2 separate regions of the Sus scrofa genome follow, and region 2 is linked to region 1. Evidence: chromatin contacts called from public HiChIP or PLAC-seq data. All regions are on one chromosome and are shown on one strand. Each heading gives the region's core, a stretch centred on a gene start, on an enhancer-like site or on the middle of the called end of the contact. The rest is flanking DNA. Distances are from core to core; before and after follow the strand shown.

Region 1 (4,311 bases), core at 386-2,885:
TCCCGAAAACTCCCAATTTTTTTCTTTGTGCCATTTTCTTGGGCCACTCCCGTGGCACATGGAGGTTCCCAGCCTAGGGGTCTAATCGGAGCTGTAGCTGCTGGCCACAGCAACGCGGGATCTGAGCCGCGTCTGCAGCCTACACCACAGCTCACAGCAACGCTGGATCCTTAACCCACTGAGCAAGGCCAGGGATTGAACCCGAAACCTCATGGTTCCTAGTCAGATTCGTTAACCACTGAGCCACGATGGGAACTCCAACTCCCAATATTTTTGAATTAATGTATTAAAGGGCACAACTTTTTCCTTTAGCCTGCACGTCTTTACTCTGTATTCCTACCCATTCTGCTTCTGTGGAACTTCACTTTTCTTTGGTCTTAGTATGACTTCAGATTATTTCAAGGCCACTTGCATCCGTATTCATATTTCCTACTTTAAATTCCCTATGTGGTTGAGGTCAGTGTTTTTCAAATGTTCCCAAGGATGAGTATTATCAGGGACCAAAATAAAAAATGCCAATTCTTAGTTCCCTCCCATCGAGATTGGCACAGCAGGTGGAGTCTGAGATTGCTACTGGCTAATTCTTACAATGGCAAATATAGCAATCCCTGGGACATCTTAGACAGGCTTGTCGGCCCACAGGTTGGCTGTAACTGTCGGGAGTCCCTTCACCTAGGGAAGCTGTGGGTTGTGGACGGGAAGGGCAAAACCCAGCTGCCTAGAGGCGTGAGAGCCTGGTCCAGTCCCGACGTGGCCCCAGGAGAGGGCACCGTCTGGGTCTCCCATTTGCTCCTTAAGAAAGAGGTCTGAGGAATTCCCGTCGTGGCGCAGCGGTTAACGAATCCGACTAGGAGCCGTGAGGTTGCGGGTTCGATCCATGGCCTTGCTCAGTGGGTTAAGGATCCGGCATTGCCGTGAGCTGTGGTGTAGGTCGCAGACGCGGCTCGGATCCCGTGTCGCTGTGGCTGTGGCGTAGGCCAGCGGCTAACTAACAGCTCCGATTAGACTCCTAGCGTGGGAACCTCCATATGCCTGGAGAGCGGCCTTAGAAACGTCAAAAAAAAGACAAAAAAAAAAAAAGAGGTCTGAGAGGTGAGTCGGTCTGCGGCCGGCGGCGGAACACCCCTAGTCTAGCAGCAGGTGCAGCCAGAGCAAGACCGAGTTGCTGTGAGCAGACAGAGCACTACAGGCCAATCCCCGCTGACCTCCTAGTGGATACCGCGGTTCTTGTCTTGCAGCGCCTTCCGCGCCAGACCCACTTTGGACGGCTCCCCTTGCCGCTTCCGGCACTTGGAAAGGCCAATCGTCACGTCGGAGAACCAAAGGCCCGCCCCTCCGCGATGCAGGTAGCCAATTCAAGCTGCTTGCTCCCGGCGTCCCGTGCGCCTGGTCGTACGACCTTGTCCAATCCGTCCCGGGACTTCCTTCTGGTCCCGCCCCGGCCTGTCCCAGAAGCTGTCAATCTTGCCGTCTCCCTTGGCCCCGCGCGCACTTCCTCCCCGACGCCGTGACGTGCGCAGCCCTGAGCCCGACTGCGGCGGGCCAATGGCGGTGGCGGATACGGCGGGCCAATGGGCGGCAGCGTCTCATGCGGCCTGCGCCGTCGCAGCCGCCGCCGGGTCCCGGAGCCAGAGGCCGCCCGAGCCGGAGCGCGATGGAGCGAGGGCCCCAGGCGGGGAGGCGTCGCCGAGCGCGCGGCCCGACGCCCCCTCAGTGAGCGCCCAACCGCCACGGCGCCGCCCGAGGGCGGACTCGCCTCCGCCGCCTCGCCGCCGCGCCAGAGCTCGGAGCCCGCGCTGCCTTCCCGCTCGGGCCGCGGGCCGGGGACGGGCCGGGGCTGCATGGCCTCGCCCGCGCGCCGCCCCTGAGCCGCGGGCCGGAGCCGGAGCCTGAACCGGTGAGAGCCGAGATCGCGCGGGGGTCGGGACGAGCGCGGGGCGTGGGGCGGCTTCGCGGCCTGCAGGCCTCCCGCGCCGGGCGGAGCTGCGCTGCAGGCTCGGCGGGTCTGGGGGCCGGGGTCCCAGGCAGCCCTGACGGGCCGATGGGGCTCCGGGCGGGCCTGAAGGCCTGGGGGGCAGTCGAAACGGCCGACGGCTGACTTCGGGCGGGCTTGGGAGCCTGGGGCCGCCGGGGGGCTCCAGGCTGGCCTTGGGGGCCTGGGGGGCTGCGGGTGGGCCTGGGGGGCTGCGGGTGGGTCTGGGGGGCCCGGAGGCCTGACTGGGGGCTCCGGGCGGGCCCGGGGACCCGGGGGGGCCTACGGTGGTCCCAGGACAACCTTGAGAGGCAGAGGGTGGGCTTGGGGCGAGTCTGGGGAGCTCGAGAGGCCGACGGGGCGCTCCGGGTGGGCCCGGGGACCCGGGGGTCCTTAGGCAGCCGGGAGGGGCAGAGGGTGGGCTCCGAGGGGGCCTTGGCGGGGCGGCCGGGCCGCCTCGAGGGGCCGACAGGGGGGCTGCAGGGGGCCCCGGGCACCTGGGGAGCGGGCCGCAGACCTCTGACCCGCGGGAGGGGCGCCTTCGCGGTGCGGGCCGTAGTTGTTATTCCCAGCGTCCCTATTATTATCGCTGTTTTGAAATGGGAGCAGGCGGCTTTGGGCTCTGAGCCGGAGGGGGCGGGCGAGCCGGGGCCCTGGAGGGAGAGGGGGCTTTAGGGCCGCAGGAGGCGCGTGGGCCCGCGGAGGGGCAGGAATGCGGGGCAGCGGCGCGGGGGTGTTTCGGGGGGAGGGTAGGCGGGACTGGGGGGCGGGGGGGGGAGGGAAGCGGCGGCGGCTGCAACAGCAGCCCTTGGCCTCAAGGAACAATGTGAGACGTTGCCTGAAATGTTAATTTCCGTTCCTCATTTCATCATCCCCTGGCAGGGCGGTAGCTGTGTGTGTGTGTGTGTGTGTGTGTGTGTGTATGTGTGTGTGTGTGTATGTGTGTGTGTGTATGTATGTATATGTAAGGTTGGCTCTGCCACATGGATTCAATTCCCTCTTAAAGAGGGATTGTGTTGTTAAATCTTTTATCTCTGCCGTTTTGGGGGGAGTCTTCATGTTTTTGAGGTCTGCTCTTTTCTTGGTCCCCCATCAAGGTTTTCTGCTTTCGTTGGGGTTTTGAAAGCTAGTTTTGTAGTCCAGCTTCCAAAGTTTTGGAAGCAGCTTTGGAAGATTAAGCTGGCCTAAGAGGACCCTGTGCTTTCAAAAGCATTTTCTTTCTAACAGTTTAGATGCAGCATGGTTTCATTGTTTCTAGAGGTTTTCAGAAATTTTATGTTTGTTTGCAGGAGCAGGGTGGCTTTGCCCATTTTTCGGTAGAGAGTTCGACTTGCAGGCTTCCTCACAGGGTGAGAGGGTTTCCCAAGTGATTTGATGGACGTCCTTAACATTCCTTTTCCAGTGAGGAGTGAATGTGTGCACAGTTGTTGTTGTAAAACTTAGACTATTTTGATCCTTTTGGGGGTGATGAAGTGCACTCAGCTAAAAGATGTAAGATGATACTGCTCGTGGAAAAAGTGCCCTTGAAACAGTTACTATTTTTGCTTTGTGCAAACCCAGTCAATGGCATAACTTGGATGCTTCTAAATCAGAGCCCCTGAGACCGTGCACTGCATGCCTTTGGGATCGTGGTCTCCCTTACTGAGTGGTGCTGTCCTGGAAGACCTGGAGTTCTGTTTGTGCTTTTGGAGGATGATTGCAAAAGTGCTCGGCAATCACTTTGAAACCGGGGTTAGAGAAGAAAAAGGGCACACATCTTGCTCAACTTAGATAGTGACCCCTGGTCCCCCGCCCTCCCTTCAGCTGTCGTCTGCGCTCTGTGGTGTCACGCTCTGGAGCAGGCTCTCCTTTGATGGGCTGGCTCTAATGAGGAAACAAAAGACCGAGTTGCTGAGACATTTTCCTGTGTTCTTCGTGCATGCCTCTTGAGTTAGTTAAAAAGCTACCCCAAAGATAGTGTCAAATTTGACCTAAATTTGAAACTTTGCAAGGTTTTCTTCTAATTTTTTTTGTATTGTGGGAAAATATACATAACAAAACTGACCAGAAAAAAATTTTTTTAAAGGTGTTGCATAGTTTTAAATTCCTCATTTGAAGTTGTACCTTTGTGTTTCCAATTTTGAATGTTTTTCTCAGGACCCTCTGGACCAGCGGTGATAATCACACTGCACCAGCAGGCCTTTCATCTCTCCAAACCAGATGGGCTGCTTGTGACTAGTGGCTGTCATGTTAGCTCTAATTACAGTGTTGATACAGTGACAAGTAGAACTTTCTACAAATAGCGTTAAGAAACTGTGCTATTTGTATTTGGGAGTATTTTTCAGGAAGCTTTGGGTGCC
Region 2 (4,483 bases), core at 777-3,276, 430 kb after region 1:
TTTTAGTGACGGGAGGGGCGCTGCCGCCACCTCCTGGGCAAGGCGGGAACTGCCGCAGCCCGGCCGCCCCCGAGCCGGGAAAGCGGAGCCCCCTCCCCAAGTGGGCGGAAGACCCCAGTCGGTAGGTTGGGCTCAGGCTCGGAAGTGAGCGCTGCCCCTGGAGAGGCGCACGGCCTCCGCCCCGAGTGGGCGTGTGCGCCGCAAAGCCTCCCCGGTCCCCTGCCCCGCTTGAGTCCTGCTTAGCCCCGCTCGCTTATCCGGAGCAGCCGGCGAGGGCTCCGGTGGTGTCCTCTGCTCCCAGGGCTGCAGCAGACCCCCTCCGTGACGCCAGCCCCGCTTCCTGCGCCCTCGCTGCCCCCCTCTGCTCTGCTTCCTGATCTACATCCGGCCCTGCAGGGTGGCCTGCGTGACCCCAGGGCCACCTGGCACCATCCAGGGCAGGAGAGGGCGTGACCCATGGCTCTCGCCGGCTCCGAAGCTCCGATTCTGTAACACAGGAGCCTCTGAGGGCCTGGCCGGGGACCGTTCTATGGATGACTGTGGACGGGGACACCTGGGTAGGGGGGACGAGGCGACACCACGAGGGCTTCCTCCCCGGGGGCATGAGAGTTCCCTTTCGTTGCGGGGAAAACATCGCCACACAAAGCAGGTGTGCCCGGGAAGGTGCTGGGGAGCCCTCACACAACAAGCAGTCTCTCCCTGGGCATCCGGGCCCAGCCTGCAGAGTTTTCCTTGGGAAGTCTGGGCCAGCGCCTCAGCAGCCTGGCTCCTTCTCTGCTACAGCGGCCGTGGAGGCCGAGGCTGTGCGCAGCTTGCTCACCCCTCCTGTTCAGCAGCAGACGGCCGTTAACAGCGGGCTGCTGGCTGCTGCGCCGGCCTCAGGCGCTGGGTTGCTTCCAGGCGGTGCCCGCTGGCTTGCACCCCACAGCTGTGGAGGTGGGGCAGGAATGGGAACTGCTGAGTCCAGAAGGGCTTAAATTAACTGCATGTTCTCTTTCTGAATTTTCATTCCCCAGAACTGGGCGCCCCCGGGCTGTGAAAAGCTGGGGAAGTGCCTCACGCCCCCGGAATCTGTCCCGGAAAAATGCTCCTGGCCCCACTAGCACCTGCTGGGCTGAAGCCACGTCCGGGATCTCCCCAGACCTGCAGCTGCCAGAGGCTCTGGCCTCTGGGCTCCAGGGCTGCCCTCTGCCCTGCCCAGTGCCAGCCTGCGCCACCTGCAGCCAGCAGCGGGACCTGCAAGGCCATGCCTGCGCGAGCCCGGGCCCTAGAGTCACTCCCTCTCAGCCTGCCGGATTCAGGCTGCCTGATTCTGCCACCTCTGGCCGCCATCAGCCCCTGAACCAGATGCTGCCTGTCTCACAGGCTCCCCCTCTGCTCCACCTGCCTTCCTGGCCGGACCGATCCAGGGCCCAGAGCGTGTGACTTGCTCTGGCTGCCCCAGCAGTCCGTGGTGTCAAGGAGGGTAGCTGTGCCAGTCCTGTGTCACCCCTTGCCATTATGCAGGGGGGGTGCCCTGGCCCCACCCCCCATGATGGGGGTTTGTGAACATGGACGGGGGAGCAGACCAAGATCCTCCCTGACCTGGATCCTCGGCAGCCAAGGCTTCCCGAGGCCGGTGGGGACAGCTGATGCCACCACCTCACCCCTGACGCCAGCACACTCTGGGCCTGTCAGTGCCTCACAGCTGCCCTGCTTGCCCTCCTCCCCTTGAGCCCAGGGTGGCAAAGCTTGACGATGAGCCTGGGCAGGTCTGTGCAGACTCCAGCCACCCCACCCTGAAAGCCTGGGGACCATATTTCCATTCTGCAGGTTGTCAGGCCAACTCTGCTGTTTTTAAGACTTGGGAAATTTTGAAAAAGCAGTTCTAGAATACAGGAACAGGCATTTTAGCTCTGGTTTGTTTTCTTTTTAGTGAGATGCGCTTTGGGGGCAGTTGTTGCCTCTGGTATGGTGGGGGCTGGAGTGGGCCGGGCCAAGCATCCCCCCCACTCCCCCGCTCCCCCGCTCTCCCAAGAGTCCAGCAGGTCTGGGAAGGGCTTCCACTTCTCCCTCGCCCCTGCCCAGGCCATTGGTCCTTCGAACTGCTCACCGCCTCGGGCCCTCCCCTCAGGCTTCCGCACCGCTCTCCTGCTCTGAACCCCTCCTCGGTTCCCCAGGCACTCGGCGCGCTCCTGGGGGAAGGCCCGGGCCGTGCCCTGTGTGCACACGCGCCCGGAATGCGCCCCGCCTCCCCGCCAATCCGCCCCGTGCGCGCGCCCCCCTCGCAGAACGCTGCAGGCGCTGAGCCGAGACCCGGGAGGGAAGGGAAAGCCGGTGCCCGCCCGAAACCTGGGGTGCCGGCCGTAACCACACCAAAGACCTGCGAGCAAGCGCCCTCGACTCGGACAAAACCTGATGAGGCTTTCCCCGAGAGCCCGGCCGGGCCCGCGCAGACGTCCCTGGGGCGGAGACGCCTCTGAGGAAACTAGCTCGAGTCTCAAAAAGGCTGGCACCTGAGATTCGATGAAATACGGTACTTCCTCCAGGGGCCGGCGGGCTCCGCCCCTCGGGCGCAGCCCCTCCCCGTGGCGCCCAGCCCCGCTCCTTCCGCACAGGCGCGGGATCGCGGAGCTCGCGCCCCGCCGCGCCCCTGGCGCTCCGCCCACCCCTCCTGCGCAGGCGCGGAGCCGCCGGGCCCGCCGCTCGTGCTCAGGACACGCGCGAACGCGGCGATGGCGGATCCTGAGCTGCAGCTAGTGGCGCGGCGTATCCGCAGCTTCCCCGACTTCCCCGTCCCCGGCGTGCTGTTCAGGTACGGGCAGCCGGGCCACGTGGGGCTGCGCGGCCCGGGCTGTCGGGGCGCGGGGGGTTCCGCGTGGGCTTGAGAGTCACCAAGCCCGTCCTTGCGTGCCAGGGATATCTCGCCTCTCCTGAAGGACCCCGACTCCTTCCGCGCCTCCATCAGTCTGTTGGCGAATCACCTGAAAAAGGCCCACGGGGGCAGGATTGACTACATCGCGGGCAAGTGGAGCGGCCGGCGTCCGCCGGGTCCCCGCGGCTGCTCACCGCTGTCACGCCCCGTGAGGGCGCAGCATCGGGGGCTCTTTTTCTTGGGCAGGGCAGGCGCGGGGAGGGTGGTCCCACCGCTTCTGCTGGCGGGAGGACGGGGGCGGCGTGTCGGGGGTCCTTCGGGGAACCCGCCGGGGCCGCGAAGGCGTGTGGGTTGTCATAACAGGCCTGCTGCCCCCCCTGGCAGCTCGGAGAGGGGTGGTAGCCCCGCACCCCCGGGTTCCCGGTCCCCAGCCCTGGAAAGGTGGGGCCGCAGGGAACTGCCCTGGGAATGTGCCCAGAATCCACCGGGGCCAGCCCGCTTTCCCGTTCCCCTTCTGTCATCGCGTATTGCGCGCACGCAGACCCTCGCCCCGGTGGAAGGTTTTAGGCAAGCCCAGGCCTGGGAGGACCCTGGCAGGTGGTGTCCCTCCTTGAGCGCCCCGCCCCTGATCCTCCGGTCGCTCCCGGAGGGCCTGAGGGGCCCCCGTATTGGCCTGAAGGCAGGGAGAGGCTGCGACTGGCGAATCCTGTGGCGGACTCTTGCCTCCAGAAGCCTTCCCCGCATTCCTGGGCGAGGCCGAGGCCCTGAGCTTCCCCTTCACAGCTCGGTCCACCCCGGTGCCGGTGCCCGGTCACTGCCTCTCCTGGACCGGGAGCTCCTGGGGCAGACCCTCCCTGCCTTTCAGCTAGCAGCCACCTCTGGTGTGCCGCTGAGCTTTAGAGAGGGGTCAGGGACTCGCCCAAGGCCACACAGCTGTTTACCAAGCACTGGGATGGCCCCCGCCTGGCTCCCGAGCTCCGCTCACCAGCCCCCAGCGCGCCCTGTGCGTGGTAGCACCAGCGTTCCCAAGCGAGGGGTGGCATAGGCCTTACCTTTGGAGCTAACAAAGGCACACGTCCTGTGTGGTGATAGCTGCTTGTCACTGTCCAGTCCTGACCCATGGGTACAACAGTGCTGCCCTGCCACACAGCTGCCCGCCCAACACCCCAGGTCTCGCCGACAGGCCTAGACTCCCGCGGCTTCCTGTTTGGTCCCTCCCTGGCCCAGGAGCTGGGCTTGGGCTGCATTCTCATCCGGAAGCGAGGGAAGCTGCCGGGCCCCACCGTGTCTGCCTCGTACGCGCTGGAATACGGGAAGGTGAGAAGGCTGCGGGCAGGGCTGCCTCCGTGGACCCAAGTGGAGCCGCCAAGGTTGGCGTGGACCCGGGAGCTGAGACGCTCAGGAGCTGGGCCGGGCTGACAGAGCCAGGAAACAGGGTGGGTTGGAACCTGGGGCCAGGCAGCAGCCCCTCACCAGCGGCCAGCTCTGCACAGCAGGGCCGCCTGGGGGAAGCCGCGGGCCACATGCCCACTTTCCTTTGCAGGCTGAGCTGGAGATCCAGAGAGACGCCCTGGAACCAGGACAGAGGGTGGTGGTTGTGGACGACCTGCTCGCCACTGGCGGTGAGGC

The links. HiChIP or PLAC-seq counts read pairs in DNA pulled down with a chosen protein or histone mark.
Region 2: an H3K27ac HiChIP or PLAC-seq map of alveolar macrophages shows a contact between it and region 1. The contact joins the promoter of APRT here to the promoter of ANKRD11 in region 1. A contact is called at or near these places in 1 of 47 Hi-C or Micro-C datasets (liver) and 1 of 2 datasets of contacts at active chromatin or transcription factors (alveolar macrophages).

The regions. Positions count from the first base shown.
Region 1 is chr6:454,221-458,531 of Sscrofa11.1, forward strand. It overlaps ANKRD11 (ankyrin repeat domain-containing protein 11), which reads left to right and starts at 1,636. Exons shown (of 14, transcript XM_021097042.1): 1 at 1,636-1,897.
Region 2 is chr6:888,246-892,728 of Sscrofa11.1, forward strand. APRT (adenine phosphoribosyltransferase) reads left to right here and starts at 2,027. Exons shown (of 4, transcript XR_002344435.1): 1 at 2,027-2,794; 2 at 2,897-4,290; 3 at 4,398-4,476. It overlaps GALNS (galactosamine (N-acetyl)-6-sulfate sulfatase), which reads left to right. Exons shown (of 14, transcript NM_213955.1): 14 at 1,017-1,892. The coding sequence ends at 1,103.